Regions from separate parts of the Danio rerio genome. Here region 1 is linked to region 2. A link is a contact called in public Hi-C data. All regions are on one chromosome and are shown on one strand. Each heading gives the region's core, a stretch centred on a gene start, on an enhancer-like site or on the middle of the called end of the contact. The rest is flanking DNA. Distances are from core to core; before and after follow the strand shown. Region 1 overlaps copz2 (COPI coat complex subunit zeta 2). Region 2 overlaps LOC137490576 (a long non-coding RNA gene).

The links. A called contact is a pair of places that touch in the nucleus more often than the background predicts.
Region 1: a contact with region 2 is called in a Hi-C map of embryo, with 2.2 times the contacts expected there. The contact joins two enhancer-like sites. A contact is called at or near these places in 2 of 18 Hi-C or Micro-C datasets (both in embryo).

The regions. Positions count from the first base shown.
Region 1 is chr3:22,847,823-22,854,673 of GRCz12tu, forward strand. It overlaps copz2 (COPI coat complex subunit zeta 2), which reads left to right. Exons shown (of 10, transcript NM_131507.2): 8 at 1,253-1,291; 9 at 1,502-1,534; 10 at 3,190-4,789. The coding sequence ends at 3,237. Among named protein-coding and RNA genes, the nearest start is that of dre-mir-152, 14 kb to the left of the region's middle. Within about 2 kb of position 5,084, at least 44 of the 62 cell types and tissues checked have an H3K27ac peak or open chromatin away from gene starts, as enhancers often do.
Region 2 is chr3:22,684,421-22,690,558 of GRCz12tu, forward strand. The region is part of intron 2 of LOC137490576 (a long non-coding RNA gene); the gene reads left to right. Among named protein-coding and RNA genes, the nearest start is that of cbx1a, 110 kb to the right of the region's middle. Within about 2 kb of position 2,216, at least 13 of the 62 cell types and tissues checked have an H3K27ac peak or open chromatin away from gene starts, as enhancers often do.

The sequences.
Region 1 (6,851 bases), core at 3,834-6,333, 170 kb after region 2:
CAATTAATGTGTGGGGTTTTTAGTCAAATTTAAAATGTATTATCAGTGAATATTTTTACATCTTGGTTTTTATTAACTTATTTATTTATTTATTTATTTATTTATTTATTTTATTCACAGTCTCAGTTATAATAGGTCACTAAATAATTGTGTGCTGTAATATAATATAATATAACATAATACAATATAATGCAATATAATATAATATAATATAATATAATATAATATAATATAATATAATATAATATAATATAATATAATACAATATAATGCAATATAATGCAATATAATGCAATATAATATAATATAATATAATATAATATAATACAATACAATACAATACAATATAATATAATATAATATAATATAATATAATATAATATAATACAATATAATGCAATATAATATAATATAATATAATATAATATAATATAATATAATATAATATAATATAATATAATATAATACCTTTGACTCTCTTTGTGTAGTTTTTATTTTCTGTCTTCAGTCTTCATTAAATGTACCTTACTTTAAATCGACACTGAACGAACAGTGGTCCTGGTTTTTAAAAATCATTGTGATTATATTAAATACGTTTATTTTGTGATCCTATATATTACTCCAGTACAGTGGTTTGCCAATAGAGATTGTTTATCTATTTATTTATCTCATCACAAGCAAAAACCCTTTATGGTTTTTTTGTCACAAGGGAGATCATCAGGAGAGAAAGCCTTACTAAATAATTAAACAAGGCCACATTAATGTATATGCAGTACTTTTAAAAAATAGTTCATGTTTTAGTAGTAGTGAAATAGCAGTGTTTTGTCATTTAGTACATTTTAGAATAGCCATTCATAATATCTAGACAAATTGATGAATAAAAATAGTACAAAAAAACGTAATGCTGATAAACGCAATCTAATGCATACTGCTTACTGTACAAAAGAAATTGTGATGGCACAATAACACTGTTCTTAACAGAGCAAACTGTCTTTATAATTGGCCATAATTAATAATGTCAAATCATTTGTTATTAGCTTCTGCTTTTTGTTTGTTTGTTTATTGGCTCGTTAATGGTGTTTAAAGACAATGTTGTACTGTGTTGTTATTCTTTGTTACCCTTGTTGCTAACTTTGACTAATTTGCACAGTAACACTTAACACATTTTGTGTCACATACTGCACAATAAATCTGTCTTGTTTTTGTTGTTTCTTTTTTATATTGATCGTTCTTGATGTTGGTTCTTTCACAGGCAGATGACAACCCTCTATCAGAACAGAGTGTGGCGCAGGTACACACACACACACACACAAACACACACACACACACACACACACACACACACACACTTACAATTAGGCTTGAAAGGTTTCTTGCTTCTTTAATGTGAATGATTTTAAAGCTTTGTTTAGACTTGTTTGGCTTTCTGTCTAACCATCATTAATGGCTGTAGTGATTTTAGTTCTGCTCTGACCTCTTACACCAACTCTAACCCTAACAGCACATCACTGAGAAACTGGCTCTCACCACTAATGTAAGTGCATGAACAAATAACAAATAGACGTGCGTTTGTGTGTGTGCGCGCATGCGTGCGTGCGTGTGTTTGTGTGTGTGCTTTAAAGCTCTTAAAAATCTCTTTAAACTTAACACTAAAAAAGGACTTTTATTTAAGGTTTACATTGCAATCCAATTAGATTGACTTGTTTGGTAAATAATGTAAATCTCATATAATACATACACTAGACAATAAATATTTCTTTATGAATGGTATTGTATTATAATAATAGTAATAATATCACTGACATTAATATAGAAAATTGAATAAATACATTTACATCTACATAAGTAAATAAATGGATTGAATGATAGACTCAATGATCTGGCAGATTCTGTGTCGGCCTACTTAAAAATTAACTTAAATGATAAATTTGTATGTTTAAAAAAAGATTATACTGTTACACTTATGTTTCATATCAACATACCCTGATATACAGTGCAGTGTACACCACGCATGTTGTACTGAGCATTGCTATATTTGATCAATTTGCCTAGAATATCTTTAAACTAACCATTGTATATATTTTAACATGCACTGTAAAAATGCTGGCTTCCACACAATCGATTTGTGTTGGGACAACATAAAGGAATTAAGTTAACTTAGTTTTTATAAATTTAGGTGGATAATAAATAAGTTTTCCCCAAAAAGAAAGACTGGAAATTCCATTTATGTTCATTGTTTTTTTTTTAATTGCAACCATTTGTTTGTCTTTTATGCCAAAACGTTTGAGCTTTTATGCAGTCTATAATTCTCAAAACAGTGAAAGCTCTATTTTATTTTATTTCATTTTATTTTCATTTTGGTCTATTCTGTTCTAATTTGGCCTATTCTATTCTATTCTATTCTATTCTATTCTATTCTATTCTATTCTAAAGGACAGAACCGCTCATTAAAATCGAAGAAACTAGTTTTCCGTTTAATATTGTGGTCTTCAGATGCCCCCTTGTGGCCGAAGTATGAATTGTTAACATCATTAAACCGTTTCACTTCACCCAGATGTTAAATATGCTGATCACGTTTTAAAATATGGACAATATCTTTATTAATCTAATGGCTGAGTTTGTCAATATTTTACACAAAATTGTGTTAAAAAAACAGCATTTGTTTTGTTTTTTTACCATGCAGGTCAATTAACTTTTTTTCTTCGTTTTTTTTTTTTTTTTTTTGCTGTAACCATTGTGATTCATAAAAACACATGTTACTTTGAGAGTCAAATGTTTGTTGAGAGCCAGACAATGCTTGTTTTATGAATCGTCAAAGTTTTAGCTAAAATCTTCTTCTGTAGAGGATACTAAATAAATAAGTCACCTTACTCTTGTAAGGCCTGGGTAAATTATTAGCATTTTCATATTTCATATTAATATTAATATTTCGTATTTCACACACTTCATTATTGCACTATTGTGGTTATTATGCTTGTTTTTTATTTTAAGATACATTTATTATATTCTAATTATGTTAAATAAATACATATTAAATACAAGACATATTAGATGAATATCATTTTACATAGCACATTATATTGCATTTTAAATTGTTTTTTTTTTAAACATATATTTATTTCTCTTTGGTCTAATAAAGCTTATCAATCTTGTTTACTGAAACTCTTTTTTTTTTCTTTCGTTTTTTAGGTGTTACAGTCGGCAAAGGAGCAGATCAAGTGGTCAATTCTAAAATAAGTTTGAAACACAAACTTCCCCTGACTTGAAAGAATCTGTAAATAATTGAAAGGGATTTTCATTGTTATTTTGAATGAGATGTAATTTAATTATTGAAGTAGCACGTAAGGGGCACTTGTGTCTCAGGTTTCATATAAGATATTTATATTTTGTGTCAGAGTAAATTAGGTCATTTCTGCTTTAGGTTTTTTTTTTTTTTTATTAAATGCAAAGGTATATTCACTAACAGCTACACATATGCTTGAATTTGTCCAAAGAAGTTGCAATTTCGTTGTTTCTAAACATTTGCAAATATTGATAGGCCTACAGCTGTGGTGTTTGGAGGTTATAAGTTTATTAAGCATTGGGTTGTGATTTTTTTTATGATCACAAATATGATTGTATAAACCTCTTGTTTAATCCTTTGTCATTTTGTTATAAGTCAACATTGCTTTTACCTTTTGTCAAAAATGTTATACACAAATCAGAGTTCTGCCTACAACCTTAATATTAGCAATTTTTCTTAAAATGAGAAACAGGCAATATTAAAAATTTACTAGAAGCATTATTATTATTATTATTATTATTATTATTATTATTATTATTATTATTATTATTATTATTATCATCATCATCATCATCATCATCATGGCGATGCAGTGGCCCAGTAGGTAGTGCTGTCGTCTCACAGTAAGAAGGTCGCTGGGTCGAACCTCGTCTCAGTTGGCGTTTCTGTGTGGAGTTTGCATGTTCTCCCTGCGTTCGCCTGGGTTTCCTTCGGGTGCTCCAGGTTCCCCACAGTCCAAAGACATGCGGTACAGGTGAATTGGGTAGGCTAAATTGCGTGCGTGTGTGTGTGTGTGTGTGTGTGTGTGTGTGTGTGTGTGTGTGTGTGTGTGTGTGTGTGTGTGTGTGGGTGTGTGTGTGTGTGTGTGGGGGTTTGTGTGTGGATGTTTCCCAGAGATGGGTTGCGACTGGAAGGGCATCCGCTGCGTAAAAACGTGCTGGATAAGTTGGCGGTTCATTCCGCTGTCGCGACCCCGGATTATTAAAGGGACTTAAGACAAGAAAATGAATGAATTATTATTAGCTATATACTCCATTGTAATATTTAAGGCAACACTGTAAAAAATATATGATCAATTAGTCCTGACAGCAAATGTTTTTAGTTTGTTCTAACTTATTAAACTAAGTTAATCATGTTCTAACTAAATTTTATACGTTACGCAAGCTGTTTAGGTCAGTTTAACATAATACAAGTTCAAACTCACACGGTTAATTTGATTCAACTTAAAAATTAAGGCAACTAGGGCGTTTTTCAGTGAAAACACTAGCCTACGTGTAATACAGTTATGAAAAAATTAAAGTATATGGCATTTTAAGTAAAATAAAAGTCTTTGGCGATACAAACTGACAAAACATTTGCATAAAAACAAGAATATTTGCTAGAATTTTCTCTAGTGAAATAAACTATTTATATGCCCTGGATTTGTTTATTTTCTTTAAACCATGGTTTCTGGAAACTTATTGTGAACGAAAGTGTTATTACAAACTAATAAATGTGTTTTATAGCATTTGTTTGGTCCTTTGTGTCTATTTGAGTTTGTACTACAAGCCCGACAGCTTTGCTGCTTGTTTTAGAATTAAAGGGGCCGACGTGTTGACCTTCGGCCGACGTCGGCCCAACGTATGTGTGCTGTCTGGGTATTGGTGAGAGAATAGTTACTGTGAACCAATCATATTGTTCCCTCATTAATATTCTGCATAGATTTTCATATATTTAGTGTTAATCTCGAGAGGGTGTGGCTAGGTCTGTCATTGGTCACTGAGGGCCAATGACATTTTCAAAGCCGAGTCTCCACCTCCATGACCAAATGAATGGGCGTCTACTGTTGAGTCTTCAAAAAGTGATTGGTCACAATCCATAAAGGTGGGTGGAGACTTATAAAATATGGTTTTAAACAGGAGCGTTCAGTAGCCAATCATATTTAACTCTTTCTGTTCGGAATTCATCAATACAGACAGTCGGTGCCTGTCGAAGCAGATCTGCACTGATTATTTATCCAGATCAAGTAGAACTAGTTGTATTTATTTAAAGTCTTGTAATAGATATATGGGTTATTTTCTGTTTAAAACAAGCTACAGACAAGGTTAATAGTTATTATAGTTTTAATAGCAACCGACTAACATTAATCAAATAGTCGTTTTAATTGGGCTACATTTTGTACATTTAAATTTTCAAAGAGGGCATTTCATTTTTTTCTTTTTTGAAATTTTAGAATATACAAGAGCGACACTGTAACAAATAAATTACAATTATTTAGTCAAGAGCGACACTTTAACAAATATCTGACAAATTATTAAGTCAAGTAGAGCGACACTGTAACAAATATCTGTCAACGAACAGTTTTAGAGTCAACAAGAGCTACACTGTTACAACAAAGTAACACTTTTCTTAAAAGTTACATTTTCGAACTTTTCAATGTTAAAAGTTGCTGAAAGAAAGCTAAAGCTCACATAATGCAATTCAAAAGCATAAATAAATGGAGAAAAACAGGAATCTTAAAATACGCAAAACTGCTAATTTAAGAATATTTTAAAGTGTAGGCTTTACGATTAAAATAATAACGAATAATGATTTAGCCGATACATTAGGCTATACTGATTACAAGTTTGATACCGTTAACAATTTACAAAATCAGTATTTTTAACATCATTGTTTATATAGTAGTTAACCACCTATTCTGTAATATGTGGCAATACGTGGTGTAATGATAAAGGTGATGAATAGGCCTATAGCTTAATAATAGCCTAGCTGATAATTAGTAAAGGGAAAATAATTTCCAAATTAAAGAAAAAAATAAAATGAATTAAAGTTGGTTGTGTTGAAAAAAAATTGTTGGAGCATATAGCATTGAATTATTTGAGGTGAAATCGCTGGGGAAGCAGTAGATTCCTGCTTGTTTATATAATAATTTCATTATTTAAAAAATGGGTAAAGTGCATGCGGTGTTAGAAAAAAACCAAAACAAATATGCAAAAAAAATTGTGGCATGGTAATCATCTGTTTATAAGCATAATGCTTTAAACGGAGGAAATTAAATTAATCATAATAAGCCTATTTCCAATCGCATATATATATATATATATATATATATATATATATATATATATATATATATATATATATATATATATATATATATATATATATATAAAGACAATAAAGATACTAAATTATGTTAGACTATTATCTCAGAAATATCTTCATAGGCAGATCTATGTTTCTATAGGCTATGAGTTTGAAGCTTCCACATAGTGGATGTCATGACCGTTTTATTTTTATAACGTCGTTTTATTTTTGTATTTATTTCGGCTACAAACAATTGTGAAACATGCTAACAGAGATAGCAGTACTGGATAGAGGGATGTGTCGTGAACAGATGTGTAGGTTGATAAGCTCTGGTGCTGACTGGTTACATTCTTACAGCCTTTTCATATCTGTGTTTGTTCTCTTGCCGTTAGCTTTTTCCCTTTCATCTCCCACTTCTTGTGTTTAGTTTATGCATATAAGCTACCTGACCCATAGCCTATCGATGTGCCTTCACCATTCTACTTACTTCTTTATATACAAA
Region 2 (6,138 bases), core at 966-3,465:
CCCGCTTCCTAACAGTTCTGCGTGCTCTACGGCAATAAAGGATGCTATTGCATTGTTCATCTGCAAAGATATTCAGCCTTATAGTGTCACGGAGAACGAAGGTTAATTCTCCTCCTGTTAATTTTTATTTAATTTTATTTTTATTAGCCTGTGACAGTACAGTGACAGTGATGTTTCAAAGCAGCATAACACTGCTAGTTCATGACCTTAAGTTTTGAATATTCAGTGGCAAAATATATATTTGTAAAACTTGTTTTCATAGTTGAAAAGTTAAATCACAATTCTTGTGCAATGGTAAACCTTTGTTGAAAGAGTGCAAATATATATTTTTTAATATATATTGCACTTATACATTTAGTTTATCTTAAAAATACTTAAATAATATGTGCCATATGTTCTAAAATGGCCCTCTAGTTACTGTAAACCGAGACTCTGGCTCTGAGAGAAAAGCCAGTTTGTAAAAAAATTCTTGGTTTTACTTGTTTAATAAATAATCAAACTCATTCAATGGCACGGCATCCTCTTTCACATTATCACATAAAATTAATCTAATTAGTTAGTGCTGAATTATCGCATTGTATCGTGATATGGGTGTGAATCGTATCGTATTGCATCGCAATATGTCACAAATGTATCGCTAATATATCGGATCGTATTCTTTGCATCGAGATGCGTATCGGATCGGCATTATAGCTTAGATGCCCAACCCTAATACATACATACAAATAAAACAATCAGCAATACAATATACAAACTTAGTTATAAATTCTCTATAACAATCCATTTTTTATTACAGAAAAATCTTCGGCCAGTCCAAAAAACTATTTATTTTTACACAAAACACAAAAGCACAGAGGTGAAAAGATGAACTAGACTATGGTCTGCTTTATTATATGTTGCAGAGAGCGGTTGTCTGTATACTTTCTGTAATCATCCAATTATACTGTTATAACATTTTCAAACATCATCTTTCTTGACCAAAGTGGAACAGAATCAAAGTGACCATGAAGAAGTGTACATTATATGAAGAGTGCAGTCCAAATATATGACATCACTTATTCATTTCTGGATTACTTGTATATGATTAGACATGGGGACTGTCTAAAAAAAAAATGGATACATGCGTTTAGATTGGATTCTTTAGTCTTAAAAATAGAGGTTTTAAAAAGTATAATGCCAATATCCCTATTTTTAAAATACTTTATGTACTTTTTTTTTTTTTTTTTTTTTTTAAATTTTTGGGGTTATAGCTGGTAAATGTTTGGCCACTTGTCATGTGAACACAAACACACGCAAAGAGAAAATGGGCATGATTCAAAAAGGTTAAATGGTCCTGAAACAACAGTAAAAAATGTCTGGCAAACTTAAAATACAATTATACTGAAAGCCAACGTTTTTGGTATGTCAACTTGTATTAAAAATATACAGCTCACACTGTAGCATGTTTGAAAATACTATTTTTTTCCACTTCAGCAGTAATACAGTATGTCTAGTGTTTTTCTCAAAACAGACAAAAAGGAAACCTGTTCCACAGCACTCGTTAGGAAAGGTAGTTAACATAAACATAGTTTCATACAAGTTCATAAAATGCTGAATATTAAATAAAAAGCATTTTTGAACCAATATATGTACATTGACATCAATGAACTGTGTGTACATTATGTTCTCAAAATATTCCTGTTTCAAACATTTCTTTTAAGAGAACTACTTGAACCATTGAATTAACCAATCTAAAGAATTCTTTTACACTACAAAGAACATTTTCTGCCACTGAAAGTTTCAATGGATGTTTAAGCTTCTTCAAAAAACAGTGTTGTTGTGACAAAAAAAACTTTAAAATGTCTGTTAAAGAAATTGAGAGTCATTTGTACAAGGTAAACAGTCTAATAATGAAAAATCTACCTAAAAATACCAAGAGATTGTAAAAAAAGAGCACTAATTATAACTTGGATGTGAAAGAGGAATCCCAATGAGGATATGTTTACAAGTATGTGTGTGTTGTGTGTGTGTGAGAGGCAGAAGAAAAAACATGCAAAGGGAAGGGCAAGAAAGGAAGAGGAATTTACGATCACGTATTGAAGGAGCGATGGGGGAAGGAGAGTTTGCATCTCGTTGCTGTGCTGTTGTCTTTTCCCTTCAGCCATTTTGAATGGCCTCACGAGTGGCATTTTCCCAGAGTTCAGGAGAGGTGTGTGCATGTGTGTGTGTGTGTGTGTGTGTGTAGCAGCAGCAGGGAGCCAATTAGAGGATCTGGAAAGACGTGTGACACTGTCCAGCAAAAGGAAGTACAGCTGCCTGACTTCTGACCTTCTTCTGCAACGAAAGCATTCCCTGTGGACAACGTCACCTTAGTAGCCACACGCATTCAGATACACTATTGTTCAAAACATAATGCAACAAATTTATCCTCAGAGTGCTATTTTTATTGCATTGAATGAAAACAGTAATTTAGGAGATTTCTGATGGTATTTCAATGAGCTTATGCTTTTTCTACACTGCAAGTGCTGCTGACAAGTCATGCTGTAACAGAAACTGAGGTCAAAACTGCACTTCCAAACAGTGAAATATAGTTTAATATATATTAATAACAGCAAATATGGTTTGAAAATGTTTCAATTTTACTTTGCATAAACAACGAAATATACAATGTTCAGCTTAAATAAACACACCCCATTTTGAAAATAAGTATTTGTATTCAATTCTCATTGAATATAAGTAATATTTTTGCTGAATTTGAACTAAACAGATTTATTAAACAGTTATATTCATTTGTTTGGAAATAATAAAATAAAATATAATAACAATAATAATAATAATAATAATAATAATAATAATGATAATAATAATAACAACAATAACAACAACAATAACAATAATAATAATAATAATAATAATAATAATAATAATAATAATAATAATAATACAAACTACAAAATGTCACCTAAATTTTATATACTTTTTTAAATCTTGATTTTTAAAATTTGTATCCAATATTTTTCCCCATCGTGTTAATGTGGGTGTACTAATTTTTGGACCATTATCTTAAGTTACTTTGTAAGATTAACTCCAGATTTGGCTTTGGTACTCACTAATAACTGTATATGCACAAAATAATATTATTTATAGCATCTTATAGAGAATATTAATTTAATAGATAGTCTTGTGAGGGATGTAATCATTTATGTTGAGCACTGTACACTTACACACACATTAAACATTACAATTTTTTTTTTTTGCATTAACCAATATTGATAATATAATTATCAGCCAATATTTGCTTTTTATTTGCAATTGCTTATTTCCTCTGTATATTAATTACTTTGCTAATTTTTATAATTTTTTTAAGATCAGTTGAATTTGACAGTGTTAGTACATTATTTTTACTATATTTTCTATTTGCAATTTATTTAAAATATTTGCAAACCAAAGGTTTATGAAAAACTTAAATAATAAAAAACTAAACAATTAACTGATCATTTACATTTACAAACCCACTGAAATTTAAAATGATCATCCCTATAAACCATTTTAATGTGGCAATGTCATTGGTCCATGAACAATTCCTGCTTGTTGTCAAACTATCATAACTGTGACTAAAAGGAATTCAATAATGACTTAACATTAAAACATCATAACATCATATCAATATTTGGATAGAAATAAAAAATGTAAAACAGGAAATACCATTATTATTGTTTACGTCCCTCAAAATGGTCTATAAAAAACAGAAATAAACTAACAGACAAATAACTAGCTTTGTTTTGTCATCATTTTAGTTAACATTAAACATTTGTTTTCAGCTTTTAAATTAAATATGGAATCTATATTATTCTTTTTTTATCTGTTAATAATTATTTAATTTTAAGTAACTGAAATATTTGTATAAGGGTTTTAGCTTTACATTATTAACAACCCTCATACACTGCTCACATATAAATACAGTACAACATGTCAGATGGTAACGCTACAGTAAAACAAGTAAAGGTGGAGTTAAAGAAGTGACTGTTGTGCCAGGTAAGCAATGTCTGCCGAGCAGCTGATCTGCCTCTGCTCTTTCAGCCACTATTGATGTATTTTTACAATCGTTTCGAATGAAGAGGCGCACAGACGTCTCAGAGTAATTGCTGCAATAAATAACATGCAGTAATTTGGATAGAAATGCTCCATTTCAGTCCTTATCCTCCTTTCATGCGTTCCTGATTCTTTCTTCCAACCACCACACATGGCGCAAGTGTGTGTGCGCGGCAGTGATTTAGTGTGTTTGTGTGTGCTTTTTTTAATTCCTCCTGAATAGTTGATTCAGCTGAGGCGAGCTCAGCATCAGCTGGCCACTCTGTGTGTGTGTGTGTAGGCTGATGGTGATTGTGATAGTGATTGTGTTTCTGGTTACTTGTGTGAATGGGATGACCATAAATCTGTAGGCTGAGATTTAGGGAGCTCTCGGCCCAGTGCCGAGCTTGGTCAGAGGGGAGCTTTTCTCTTTTTCTCCCTCTCTCTCTCTCTCTCACACACACACACACACACACACACACACAATCTCGCTCTCTCTACCAAGCGGCACTCAATCCACCAGGCCGTAAATTCTTTTCGGCATCTCGATCAAACGTAGCGAGCTTGGCTAAATTCCAGTTCTCTTTCTTTCACGTTTCTCCACCCAAAGTATCTTCTGTTTCGCTAAACTACACATGGGGAATTGTCTTACAATATGTTTTTGAATGCTTTCAAGCAAAGTCTATCAGCCTGTTTAAGCAAAATCCTTTGGCACTTTCAGCACAATCACACAAATGCAAATAATTGTATCAAATGTTTACATATTTATGCAGCAAAAACTGTTGTGCAAAAGCAAATGGTTAAGTGCTGAACTAAATGTGGAGGCATATACTTTTTTTAAAAGGTTAGAACAAAAAAAAACACACAATTTCACTAAAGCACAGATGTTTTATCTTCATAAGCATTCAAAAAACAAGATTTAACTAAATATTTTCTGATAACTTAATGTTTTATTATTTAATTGCGTGCACGTTTGTGTGCACAAACAAAACATTCTACTGTTACCCTTTTTTAACCCTTTTTTATTCAGTTTAAAATTTGCATTTTTCTGTATTTAAAAAAACCAACATATTGAATCTTAACATTAGCATGTTATCAAGCACTGCAAAAAATATTTAATTAATGATTATTGTGATTGCCTTTTTCCATTTATTTACACTTTCAAATTGCATCAGGAGACCATGATCTCTGAACTTTTACATTTTAAAAAGTCTATCAAAGCGACTTATAAGTTTCAAACCCATATTAGAATACATAAACAACTACTTTTTCTGTTGTTTCACAAATTTATTACTATATTCTGCATTTCTTCATCAGGCAGCAGAGTTTATATTTAATTTCAGAGATCAAAGCCCTATGATGCTATTTAAAAGTGTAAACAAACAGAGAATGAAAACACTTGTGAAAGCTTAACATTTGAAACAAAAACTAACCATAAAACTGTTAATGCCAATAGTTATATGCGAGTTCAACTGAATATTTGAAGTAATGTTATAACATTGAGTCATTTTTCTCACTACCATTTTTTTTTCTGTAAACTCGAGTCCCGCGACCATCGGGAGTGTAACCTGTATAATTATCGATCAGAGGGAAGACCAGTGACCTCTGCTTCAATCTGATTACATGGACACTTCATTTAAACTCAGAGTGTGGAATGATTTGGTTTTCTGTTTCCATTAGAACCGACTAATGTCCTTTTTTGACATCCCACAATCCCTCACTGCTGCATCCTGGGGACACCCTGTCTAATGAATTCAATTTCCCCATTAAGATCTGTTACATACAGTATGCTCATTTTCAAAGGCACCAATTCAACTCTTTGCTACATAGAAAGTATATTAATTCGATTATTTTAGACTGCAAAAAATGGGGTTTTGTACCTTTAATGCAATTACTCACTTCTGGAAATCATCCCAAAGTCATAATGGATACACTAGAGTTATGATTTATGGCAAATTATCTCATAAATGCTATACTGTATATTTATGCTTAAGACACATGATAGAAATGTGACAGGCTTGTGCATGAAATGTTCACATGTAATCCAACTTGAGTACATAAAATTAATAATTTATTAAGTACTGAAAA